Regions from separate parts of the Mus musculus genome. Here region 1 is linked to region 2. The links are chromatin contacts, called in public HiChIP or PLAC-seq maps. All regions are on one chromosome and are shown on one strand. The core of a region is the stretch at or near the end of the contact, and the rest is flanking DNA. Distances in the headings are between cores, read along the strand shown. Region 1 has its middle 23 kb from the start of Gm29865. Region 2 overlaps Papss1 (3'-phosphoadenosine 5'-phosphosulfate synthase 1).

Region 1 (6,593 bases), core at 642-3,141, 270 kb after region 2:
TGAACATTGAACTCAAGGGATATAACTAGCATTTTATACTCATTTTCTAAATACTTATTTCAAGTATAACTATATAGAAATTATATTTTGAGTGCTTAAAAGTAGTATCTATTTTTGAAGGTAGCCCTTTGAACTTATAATGCATTACTGATGCTACATCTTAAGGTACATCTCGATGAAGACAATTATGTTTGTCCTAGTCTGCTTGCTGAGACTTAACTACAGTGGCATGTTCCTGCCCTATTTAGAGTCCTCGGTTCTTTCTACCTTTTGCATTTTTGGTTGATACTTTTACTACAAAGTGTATTTGCAAGTAAACAAAAGTTTCCCAAACCTGGTATGTCTGTCTTTCTTTCTTTCTTTCTTTCTTCCTTTCTTTCTTTCTTTCTTTCTTTCTTTCTTTCTTTCTTTCTTTCTTTCTTCCTTCCTTCCTTCCTTCCTTCCTTCCTTCCTTCCTTTCTTTCTCTCTCTCTCTCTTTCTTCTTTCTTTCTTTCTTTCTTTCTTTCTTTCTTTCATTTGTAGGAAGTTGAAGACACAGATTTGCTCAGGGAATTCTGTATTAAATTACACTCTAATTACTCACATGTGCAAATTTAACACATCGCCCAAGCTGATGTGCTTACGTAGGGATCTGTTTAAGCCTTTGGGTTTGGAAATGACTCAGTGCCTTAATATCTGGAAGAACCGGCCAACTATGTACAAGTGTAGTATTATGACAAAGTACATATAATTACTTCCACCATCTACCAAGAGTATGAGGCATTTTCTATCAGAGGTGGTTAGGGTATAAGAGATGACTTAGGGTTATTTTATGAACACATTGATTTCAGTCAGATTGATGTTTACAAAGACCTTATTGGATGACCTGGAAATACCAATTATGTAAATAATCCTTTCACTTGAGCTGCCATATAAAATTGTGCCTCAGCACATCCTTTGGTCTTAGAGCAATGGAACAATGATAAAATCCACTCTTCCCCGTCCCATTCCTTTCTTCCCTTTTTGCAAATAGTTTGTGAGTTCTCTTTTCACATTAATGGTCATTGTTTGGGGCACGCACAGAGAACCTGTGCAGTTTGCGCATGCTGACTTAACAGCAGTAGCACATGTGTGTTCACACACCTTAGTCAACCTGGATCTTTTAAAATTCATGGAAATTGATACAGATTTAATTCTAGTTGGATGGTCCAATGGTGATTTACTTACACAATGGAACTTTCTGCACTGTTCTTGAATTTTTAATAGCAAATCAGTACTCTGCACCAGCATGTCTTGCTGCTGACTTTTCCTGTGAACATCTTGAGAACTTTTTAAGTTTCATCTGTCTCGTTTTTCTCTCCTACCTCCTTTCCTTCCCCCCTTTCTCCATTTTTTTTCTAAGCACAAACCATTCAAATCCGATGTGATTTCATGGTTGGGTCTATTTTCTGCTGTGCAGTTCACAGTTTGTTCCATGACAAATAAGGTCCTTTGGGGGCTCTAATGTCTCTGAGTCAGCATGAGAGTGAGGTAGAGCAAGGAACTGGAATAAAGGGGGCTAGGAAAAGACAAAGCTGGGCACCAATTCTCCCTCCGACCACAATACTTCTCTTTCTACCAAGAGGATGACTGTGCTGCACGTCATCTCTGTTTTTCACCAGGGCGTTACCCATCTGGTTCCTCTTCCTTCCCCTCTTCTTGCTCCTTTACATCTGTTGCTTCTTCCTCCTTCTACATTCCAAATTTAATATTCATTTCCATAAAAAATTCCATATTCATGAGGTTGCCCAGATTTTACCTGTAGATCTTGTAAATGATTAGAGTGAAATGGCCCATTCAGATTCAGTGTGTGCTCACTGCGCGGGAATGCCTGGTCAGGATGAGCCGCTGGCCATGATTTGCCTGTGCAGACACTGTTTGCAAGCAGTACCGCAGCTCAGCAGTCTGACACATCCTTCCTGGTTGGGTCACCACCTAAAGTGCGCTTAGCTATTTGTAAAGCTATCTGGAGAGAAATAGCATGTTCAATTGGAAACAGATGGCTAGAACGACACACACAGGCCTGGAATTCACAGTGCAGTGTGCAGGGTTCAGTCAGGTGCTTGACGCCCTGACAGTCTTGTCTCTGTAGGAAAAGGAAAAACACCTGGGAAGTTGGGTTTGGCAATGGCAAGTTCGCATTTGGAGCTGTTGTATTCTGATTCTTAGAAGGGGTTTACTATCTCTTTTAAATGGAAAACATTTCCATTTACTACCCCGTCCCCTTTATATCATCCTAACTCTCCATCTCATGCCTCCATCCTGTTACTGTCCCGGCTCCTTTATCAACTTAGGTTAAAAGGCAAAATGTTAGAAAACAGGTTGGAGAAATTGTGGAAATGTCACCAGCGTTGACCCTAGATGCTGGAGTTGCTTCATGTTCTAAAACACTTGGCATGCCATCTTACTGAGTTTATTTTAATGTTGTTTAACTTGACAGATAAGACCTACTAATCTTGATTTGCATAAACAATAGCTCACAAAGCAAACTGTTCCAAAGAACTTATTATCATACTTCCTTCACTTCACCGCTCACCGCTTTCCTGTTTTCTGTAGTTGTACTAGAGGTGCTAATTCATGAGAGAAAGTATTCCTGTATTTGACAATTTTCTCGGGTTGTAGACAGCATGATATTTACAAATAATGGCCAAGTGGAGCTTGAGAGGCCCTCTGGTTCTTCCTGGCTTTGCTTGAACTTCCTCTTTCTGTTTTATTTTTGAATAAGCTGGGAGGATTTACATTAAGTAATAATTGCAGACTTGGGCAGATTCAGAGTTATACCATGGCCTCAAATCGGCTAAATAGTTTTTGTAAGTTAAGAGCAGAAGGAGTTATATAAGCATTTGGTTCAGGCTCAGGTCTGGAGTGAGGACATCATTAGTAAAATGGTCAATGTCTGGAAGGGCTTACAGATGACATAGGACATGCGAGACTGGTAGAGACTTTCCTGAGGAGTCATAAAAGACAGCTCAAACTTAAAATGTCTCCAGATATTGCCCAAAGTGTCCCCAGGTAAGAACCACTGCTTTAAACTAATCAATAGCTTTGAAGCTCCATATAGCTCATTGGTTAGATGCATAGCACGGTGGCAGGATATAGAGTCGCCATAGAAACAAGTCTCCAGACATGACTGTGAAAGATGATATTGTCTCAGTTAATCAAAGTGGGAAGATTCAGTCTAAGGATGTGGGCAGCATGATACTATGATTTAAGGTAGGTCCTGTAAGGTATAAAAAGAAGATACTAAGGACCTACTTAATAATTTTGTAAACAATCAAGTAAAAATTTCCTTTCAAAGTGGTTCTTTGCATAGATTAAATTTGCAAGTTCGGTATTAAGGGATAGTCCTGCAAAGCGCTGAACTTTCAGAAGGGAGTTTGCAATAGGACCACATCAATAAGAAGGAGCAGGATGACCTCATTTCCTGTTCTCTATATCTCTCCCTGGTGGACACGGCTTCTTAATAAGTAGAAATGAAGACGAATATTTGAGAGGACTGGACTCCAGCATGCTTTTCACTCACTAAATCTTTCATAACTAATTCTCGAGCTTCCTGAAGCCAAGCTATTTTCTACTTACTGCATACCCTGCATCCACAGACACCTTCTAAACTAGCTTAAGCTGTCACTCAAAGTCACTTGCATTTACAAATTTTATTTGCTGCTGCAACATTGGTTGCTGTGGTTCAGAATAAGTCCATATTTTATTTCTGTGTAAAGTTTTTAATTGAAATAGAATTAACCACTCTCCCTTTTGCCTGTTCTCACTCTAGCGCCTCTCAGTTAGCTACTCTCCCTTGAATGAATTCTCCTGCCCCGTCCTCCATCACTGTCAAGCTGAGAGACTCTTTCTCTTTGATTTTATATATTCACACACATGCACTCGCGTGCACACACACATACATTCACAAACATGAATGTATGTATACACACACACACACACACACATATATGTATAAAACCCGCTGAGTCTGTTTTTATTGTTATTATGTGTATGGCTTCAGGATGACTCTAATTGGACAGCCAATCAGGGTGCTCATCACGGGGAGAGGGTACTTGTCATTATTCCTTAAGTCATAAGCTGCAGTTAGTTCTTATCTATGGGCAGGATTCTGTAAATTTCTTTCCAGTCTTTTTATGAAAATATTTCTAGGAGAGACCGTGTTTAACAGACTTATTGGTATTCTGGCTCTCAAAGTATTTCTGCCTGCTCTTCTATAATGATCCCTGAGCCCATGGCTGTAATGCAGGGGATGTGATGTAGGCATCTCCATTGGGGCGGAGCTCCTCATGATCTGTTGATCTCTGCATTGTGTCTACTTGTGTGTGGCTTCTGTGATGGTCTCCATTTGTTGTGAGGAAAGGCTTCTCTGACGAGGGGTGGTAGTTACACTTTCCTGTGGGTTTAAGGATAAGATTTAGAATGTAGTAAGGAATTATGCTGGTCTGTCTAAAATGGCGGTAGTAGATTTCTTGGTTAAGGTCCATGATCTTGATGTCCCCAAGAAGCTGGCTAGGTTTCTAGTACTGGGTATGATTTCCCTTCTGTTGAGTGGGCCTTAAGTCCAATTAGAGAGCTATTGATTGATACCACTTATTACAGCTCCTCGTGTCTCTTGCCATGCTGGTACTAGCTAAGGTTCGCAGGTATCACAGCTGTGTGGGGCTGTTTGTTTTCCTCCTTTAGCAGCTTACATAGACTTTTCTGGAAACTGGATCACAAGAAAGAGGCTTTCAGCACAGATCAGATACTCACACACACACTTTTTGGTGTAATTTTAGGTAAATTTGAAATAACCTCCCCCCATTTCCCCAGTTGGAGCCATCTCCCAGTTACTTTGTTTCCTGCTTTTTATCACCTGTATCCTGCTATTCCCCTCCCAAGAACTTTCCCATGGTCTATTTGTATTTTCCTGGTTTCAGTGGTTACTCCATATTATATACTGAGGTGTGAGGATTTGAAGCTAGGAACCACAGAGGAGCGAAAACAATGACATTTGTCTTTATGGGTCTGGGTTACCCCATTAAGTATAATCTTTTCTAGGTCCATACATTTACAAATTCCAAAATTCCATGGTTTAACCTTTTCTTTATAGCTGAATACAAATCCACTATATATATGTATCACATTTCTATTCTCCATTCATTCATCCATCAAAGGACTTCTAGGTTGTTTCTGTTTCCTAGCTATTGTGGAAAGTATAGCTCAAAACACTGCTAAGCAAGTATTTAAGGAGTAGGATGTGAACTCCTTTAGACACATGCCCAGGAGTGCTATAGCTGGGTTACATGGGAGGTTAATTTTTAGCTTTTTGAAGATTCTTCATATTGATTTCCAGGGTAGTTACACAGATTTGACCCCTACCAAGAGCAAAGGAATTCACAAGCCTTGGTTGCTAATCATCTTGTCTAGCTAAGCCATTTTGACTAGGGTGAGATGAAATCTCAGAGTTGTTTTAATTAACACTCCCTTAATTACTAAAGATGATGACAACTTTTGAGCTATTTCTTCTTCACCTTTTAATTTCTTCTATCAAGAACTCTCCATTTAAATCCTTAGTGTATTTTTTTAACTGAGTCATTTTCCCCCCTGAGTCATTGCTGTTTTGAATTCTTTGTATGTCCTAGATATTAATCCTCTTTCAGGTGATAACTGGCAAAGGCTCTCACCGCCTGGGTCTCTTTTTTACTCTGTTGCTTCCTTAGCTGTACAGAGCTTTGATTTTTATGAGGTCTCAATTATCAAATGTGGGCATTAATTCCTTGGCAAAGGGAAACTTGTTTAGTAACTCTTTTCCTATTCCTCTATCTTGTAGGAACCACGATTTTAGTGTTTGGGATTCAAATTGAGGTCTTTGGTCCCTTTTGGATCTAATTTCTGTACTGGGTGCTTGATATTGGTCCAACTTCATCCTTCTGTATGTAGACACTGACTTTCTCAGCACCATGTTGACACTACCAACTTTCTCTGGTGTATGTTTCTTGCCTCCTTGGCAAATATCAGATGCTTAAAGTTATAAGTAGTCATGTTTGGGTCTTCTATTTTTCCCATTGATTTACGTGTCTATGTTTTTGTGATAGAAAAAGTTTTATTATTTATTACTGCAGCTCTATTAAAATATCTTGAAGCATGGAATAGTAATTTCTTCAGTCTTCTTTTCTATTGGAATTGCTTGGTTATCATTTTATAGTTCAGGGATGTGGTTGTATCTTTTCTAAGTTCCTTGAATTCTTTGGTAAAGTTTATGATTTTTCTTGTAAATTCTGTTTCCTGGGATTTATATAAACAGCACTAGGGAACACTTTTACAGGACTAATCGGTCTGATTTGAACTTCTTTCTTTGTTTGTTTGTCTGATGTGATAATCTGGCCTTCCTTAGTCTGGGCAAGTGGAAGTGCATAGCCTGAAATAGGCCAAGTATAGGTAGGAGATGAGCTATTGAATTGAATCATGGAAGGGTGACTCCAAAATCCGGGATCTAGAGCTAGGCTAGGAAAGGGGGCTCACAGGTCTAGAACTAGGCTTGTGGGTGTGTAGATCATGACTGGTTGGAGTAAAAACCCCTGTGTAATAT
Region 2 (6,309 bases), core at 1,308-3,807:
ATAATGAGGCATTGCTTGGGCACATGTATGAAAAGCCCACAGTTGGTTGTAATTTGTGTGCTAACAGAGATGATCTGACAGACTCGATGTTAAAGAGTTAAAGTGGTCAAACCTATTTAGAATTCTGTAGAGCACAGTAACATGTTAGGAGCAAGCCTGGTAAAGCTCTCCTAGTAGCAGTCTAAGAGGCTATGCTGTATCATGCACACACTTCCACGTGCCTGCAAACAAACGCTTCTCTCTGCTCTCTGTGCTCACACACACAGTTCATGGAGGATGAGCAGCAACGAAGCCTGGCTCACTCTCATACTTGGAACTTTGCAGAAGTCCAGACTATTTCATGCGGGATCAAAAAAATATTAGTTTTCAATGACTGTGAGAGGAATTTGACTCATTCTAGGATATTAATTTTATGAATAAAATGGTGTTTTAGTGACACTAAGGATAAAGGTACACATGGAAAATGGAATTTTCATGGTTGTTTCATGTTTGAAATCTTTGTCGCATTGTATCTGGGATCAGCTCTGTTTACAGTTGCCTGTTCTGACACAGAGTAGATTTTAGGAATTTATTCCTTCCCACTAGATCATGGAACATGATATTGACTTCTTGAGAGTAGGTGTTACTGGGGAGTAGACCAGTTAATATTAGAGAAGTTGAAGAAGGAATGTGGCCCGAAAGCCCCCTTTCCATCAGAAATGCTTACTTTTCTTGGTCTCTTAAGGCTAACTGCACTGTTGGATGAAATGTCTAATTTCCCTCTTGTTGCTGTGAAGGACATCGTCCCTGTGGATGCTTCCTATGAAGTGAAAGAGCTATATGTGCCAGAGAATAAACTTCACTTGGCCAAAACTGATGCAGAAGCCTTACCAGCCCTGAAAATCAATAAAGTAAGTTCTCTTTTGCTTCTTAGAGCAAGGGACGCAGCCTCCTGTGGAGCTGTTAGCATGATGAATGGGGTGGGGTTGGGGGGAGGCTTAGCCTTGTGTCTGAAGCCAGGGTAGCAGTAGCAGGGTCAGGGTGTTGTGGTGTATATCATAGTTCGCAAGGATGGGCAGTGTGTTTAATGGGGTACAATATTCCCACATTACCGTGACTTTGATTTGCTTTTAGTTACATTTGTTTATTTTGAAATATCAAAGGACAAAGAGTATGTGAGATTTGGGGGGCATAAGAGAAAGGATTGTTTCTAAAGCATTAAGAAATGCTAATCCATAATAATTAAAATGAACTTTTACTCTTTTAACATGTTTCTCAATTTCCTGCTCAACACTTGACTCTCCCTTATATGAAGAAAAATGGACAAATTAGGAATGGTTCTGTTGTACATCTCTGCCTAATGGTATCATCGGGTGCCTTTCTTAATTAACAGCCACTGAGCTAAACTAGACAGGATGAGAGAGGAAGCCATAACTTAGTCTCAAATCTTAGGGAACTTTAAATTGTACAATTTCTACATATTTTAAAAACAGATATAAAAGAAAAAAACAAGGAGAACCCCACATAGGTATAGGATAAGTGTACGGAGTAGAAGTTGGCTTTTCCTTCAGCCCTTCGTTCATAAGAACAAGATTCTAGAATACTTAAGGACGTGTCCTCTCAGTACTGAGGATGCAGAACTGGACTCAGCCTGGCCAAAGACTCTTCCATGGTGTTGAGAGCTTTGGTAGGCGTCAGACTTGATGGGTTTTCGTGGTTGGGTCCCGTCAGGGAGAGACGGGATAAAGCAGAGCCCTCCCGGCCGCTGCGGTGGAGGAACGGGCGTCTGTACAGACAGAGGGGAAGAGAGAGCTATCTGTGGGTGTATTGGACTGTGGAAGCCTAATGGAAACTTCTTTCAGCCCAGAAGGTTTCAGCTCTGTTCTGTTTACCCACAAGACGCGCTTCCTCACAAGTCCTCTCTGGTCATGGAAGGCTAAGGCTTCAACCTAAGACCTTTGCAGGGATACAGGCTCCTCACAGAGGCCAGCTAGGGTTGAGACAAGGAATAACCAGTGTCATGGCTTAGGGAAGCTAAGTAAGGGGAACTTGCAAGTGGAGAAAGCGTCTCCACAAACAGTTTCTCCTGTGAGTTGAGGCTGTACAATTCCTCGTGTCTCCTTGCACACACTGGGCAACAGGCTTTGGGAATAAATGTGAGACTCTGTTTTACTCCACACAATTGGCCATGTGCTCAGCCTTCTCTCATTGGGGAGCCGTTGCCGAATGACATATGCGGTTCACAAGTTCTTGAGTGCTCTGAGGGGATGTACCACAGGCCCTGAGGTTAAAAGCAATAGTGATCTTTGTAAGGTGAAGGCCCTGGGAGAGAGACTGTTGTAAATATTTTGTTTAAAGTATTTTTTGATTTAGGATAGTGACTATCAGCATGGAGTTTTCAGATCTTCACTGTCTACAGTTCTGGGAACTTGGCAGAATTGTAAAATTTCCATTGCCTTGGAAATTAAATGTGATGCAATCTGCATTTGTTTGTTTGCTTTGAGACAGGCCCTTAGCATACAGCCTGACTGGCCAGAGACTTACCATATATACCAGGCCACATTGAATCACAGCAATCTGCCTACCTCTCCCAAGTTTGCACCCCCAAGCCCATCTAGCAATATGTGTTGTAACACCCCTCTCATAAGCTGCCTGACACACATTGATGCTTGAGGTCCACTGGAGAGGCCGTCCCTGGTAGAAGTGTGTCGGGTGATGTGTTATGAATATGCTAGAGAAAAGCTTGTTCTCCTAGAGTTCTTAGTTTTTCCTCGGTTTGTAGGATCCACAACCATCACTGCTATGTCTGTCCCCATTACTTTCCAGCTGAAATGTATCACTTTTTACTGCTTGGGTTCATAAACACTGGAAATAAGTTGTTGTTTTTTTTACTGTCTCATTTACTAGGTGGATATGCAGTGGGTGCAGGTTTTGGCAGAAGGTTGGGCGACTCCTCTGAACGGCTTCATGAGAGAGAGGGAGTACTTGCAGTGCCTCCATTTCGATTGTCTTCTGGATGGTAAGATAGTCCACGTCAAAAATTGAGTTGTGTGTGGAGGAGGCATGGCATGGTTTAAAGTATTTGTCACGTCTCGTAAAGGTAGTCATGGCGCCTCTCTCAGTAGAGCTGTCATGAAGACTAAGCTGTTTTCGTTCTGAACACTTTGAGTGAACCGTGGGATCTCGTTTCCACTTTCCCTCCCCGTGAGTGTTATTCATTGTGGGGGCAGAAGGACAGAAAGTGAATCCTGAAAGCACATTGTTTCCCTGTGCCACGCTAGCCTGCCCACCGTGGTGAGCTGCCTCCCTCAGGGCACACGTCTGGAACCATTGCTCTCCGAAGCCTGTGGAGTCAGGGGCTGTTTTGTTTCTGTGTTTGTTTTCTGTAAAGATTAAATATTATATTGATTGTCCTCCTTGGAGTTAGCTGTTTGACTCAGCCTGGAATTTAATGCAAATTGGCTTATTGCTTTTTCATCTTAATTCCTAGTAATGTCATAATTTTTAGGAGTTTTATAATTCCTAGTCATTTTGGAAGTACATACAGATTCATTCATGGCTGACAACTTTTTCCAAATATTTTTTGTTCATGATTTTTTACACGTATAATTATTTTAATATATAAATTCAAATAGGAATCTGACAGTGCATTTTATCATATGTTATAGTGACTTATACACACACACACACACACACACACAGATGGACGTGGTGGCAGGTCACATACCTTCAATCCTAACACAGGCCAAGAAAAGTAGATCTCTGTGAGTTTGAAGCCAACCTTACATAGATAGCCAGTTCCAGGACTTCCAGGGCTCAGTAAAGAGAATCTACGGCAAAAGACAAAACCAAACCAAACCAAACAACAACAAAAAACCCAGAGTAAAACAAAACATCCACATCGTCGCAGGCTGGGAACGGAGACGGTGCCTTGGGCTCACTGGTAACACAGTTTAGATTAATTGGAGCCACTGATTGCTGCTTTTGTTTCTTGGCCAGTGACAGCTGACATTGGTTTGATTCTGACGGTAATAAGAGTGTAATTAAAAAGGGGGAGGGCTGGGTAAGTGGCTCCTTGGTTAAGAGCCTTGCTGTAAAGCAGGAACCTGAGTCCAGATTGCTAAGACCTTGTAAAAGCTGGGCGTGGCCCTGTGTGCCTGTGAGCCCAGCGCCAAGGAGTGGAAAGGCAGATCCTGGGAGCGTGGTGGCCAGCCAGCCCTCCTGGAATGCCAGTGTAATGAGAGACTCTGTCTCAAGGGAACAAGGTGGGAGGCAGTCATAGAGCATGACACCCAGCATCCACCCCTGGGCTAAGCATACACCTACTCACATGCACACAGCACACACGCACTAAGGAAGTGAATAAGTAAAGGTAGATACCTTTGTCATGCAGGTGCACTCAGGGATACACATAGTGATTTAAATCTTTTCAGTAAAGATTTAATTTTCCTTCCAAAGAAATAGAGTTCTTGGTCTAATTCATTTAATGGGATGTACAGATTATTACTATTTTTTGTTTTTTTTGTTTTTATGAGACAGGGTTTCTCTGTGTAGCCCTGGATATCCTGGAACTCACTCTGTAGACCAGGCTGGCCTCGAACTCAGAAATCCGCCTGCCTCATAAATTGTTTCTTTTATATTTATAATTCTGTATTAATCTTTTTCTCAAGGACAGTTAGTTGACTTGTAAGAATTAGTATCTGATATAATGTTAGTCCCTTTTTTCCTTTTTTATTTAATATTTTCTTTATTTACATTTCAAATGTTATCTCCTTTCCCCATTTCCCACCCTCCCGGAAACACCGTATCACATCCTCCCTCCCTCTGCTTCTATGAGGGTGTTCCTCCACCCACCCACCCACTCCCACCTCCCCACCCTCGATTCCCCTACACTGGGGCTTCTATACAGCCTTCATAGGACCAAGGACCTCTCCTCCCATTGATGCCTGACAAGGCCATCTTATGCAACATATGCAGCTGGAGTCATGGGTACTCCTTCGTTGATGGCTTAGTCCTTGGGAGCTCTGGGGGGTCTGGTTGGTTGTTATTTTATTCTCCTATGGGGTGGCAAACCCCTTCAACTCCTTCAGACCTTTCTCTAACTCCTCTATTGGGGTCTCTGCACTCAGTCCAATGATTGGCTGCTAATATCTGTCTCTGTATTTGTAAGGCTCTGGCAGGGCCTCTCAGGAGACAGCCATATCAGGCTCCTTTCAGCATGCACTTCTTGGCATCCACAATAGTGTCTGGGTTTGGTAACTGTATATGGGATGAATCCCCAGGTGGGGCAATCTCTGGATGGTCTTTCCTTTAGTCTCTGCTCTACACTTTGTCTCCATATTTGCTCCTGTGAGTATTTTGTTCTCCTTCTAAGAAGGACGGAAGCACCCACACTTTGGTCTTCCTTCTTCTTGAGCTTCATGTGGTCTGTGAATTGTATCCTGGTTATTTGGAGCTTTTGGGCTAATATCCACTTATCAGTGAGTGCATACCATGTGTGTTCTTTTGCAATTGGGTTACCTCACTCAGGATGATATTTTCTAGTTCTGTTCATTTGCCTAAGAATTTCATTAATTCATTGATTTTAATAGCTGAGTAGTATTCCATTGTGTAAATGTACCACATTTTCCGTATCCATTCCTCTATTGAGGAACATCTGGGTTCTTTCCAGTTTCTGGCTATTATAAATAAGGCTGCTGTGAACATAGTGGAGCATGTGTCCTTATTACCAGTTGGAGCATCTTCTGGGTATATGCCCAGGAGTGGTATAGCTGGGTCCTCAGGTGGTACTATGTCCAATTTTCTGAGGAACCGCCAGACTGATTTCCAGAGTGGTTGTACCAGCTTGCAATCCCACAAGCAGTGGAGGAGTGTTCCTCTTTCTGCACATCCTCGGCAGCATCTGCTGTCACCTGAATTTTTGATCTTAGCCACTCTGACTGGTGTGAGGTAGAATCTCAGGGTTGTTTTGATTTGCATTTCCCTGATGACTAAGGATGTTGAACTTTTCTTTAGCTGCTTCTTGGCCATTCGGTATTCCTGAGTTGAAAATTCTTGGTTTAGCTCTGTACCCCATTTTGAAATGGGTTCTTTTTGTTGTTGTTTTTTTGACAGCGTTTCTCAATGCAGCCCTGTCTGTCCTCCACTTTGTAGACCAGGCTGGCCTTGAACTCACAGAGATCCATTTGCCTCTGCCTTCCCAGTGCTGGGATTAAAGGCCTGTACCACCACACCCTGGCTTTGCTGTTTTCTTTTATTCTTCCTCCTCCCCATCCTCTCCTCCCACATTTCCTCCTCCCTCCTCCCCTCCTCTCTCTCCTGTCCTTCATC

What was found. HiChIP or PLAC-seq counts read pairs in DNA pulled down with a chosen protein or histone mark.
Region 1: a contact with region 2 is called in an H3K27ac HiChIP or PLAC-seq map of microglia, with 6 times the contacts expected there. The contact joins two enhancer-like sites. A contact is called at or near these places in 1 of 484 Hi-C or Micro-C datasets (pancreatic cancer cells) and 1 of 115 datasets of contacts at active chromatin or transcription factors (microglia).

Annotation. Positions count from the first base shown.
Region 1 is chr3:131,866,805-131,873,397 of GRCm38.p6, forward strand. No RefSeq gene overlaps it. Among named protein-coding and RNA genes, the nearest start is that of Gm29865, 23 kb to the right of the region's middle. Within about 2 kb of position 1,892, at least 49 of the 459 cell types and tissues checked have an H3K27ac peak or open chromatin away from gene starts, as enhancers often do. A contact at or near this core is called in microglia, where this site is marked.
Region 2 is chr3:131,599,089-131,605,397 of GRCm38.p6, forward strand. It overlaps Papss1 (3'-phosphoadenosine 5'-phosphosulfate synthase 1), which reads left to right. Exons shown (of 12, transcript NM_011863.2): 6 at 777-890; 7 at 2,887-2,998. Among named protein-coding and RNA genes, the nearest start is that of Gm36917, 15 kb to the left of the region's middle. Within about 2 kb of position 2,558, at least 7 of the 459 cell types and tissues checked have an H3K27ac peak or open chromatin away from gene starts, as enhancers often do. A contact at or near this core is called in microglia, where this site is marked.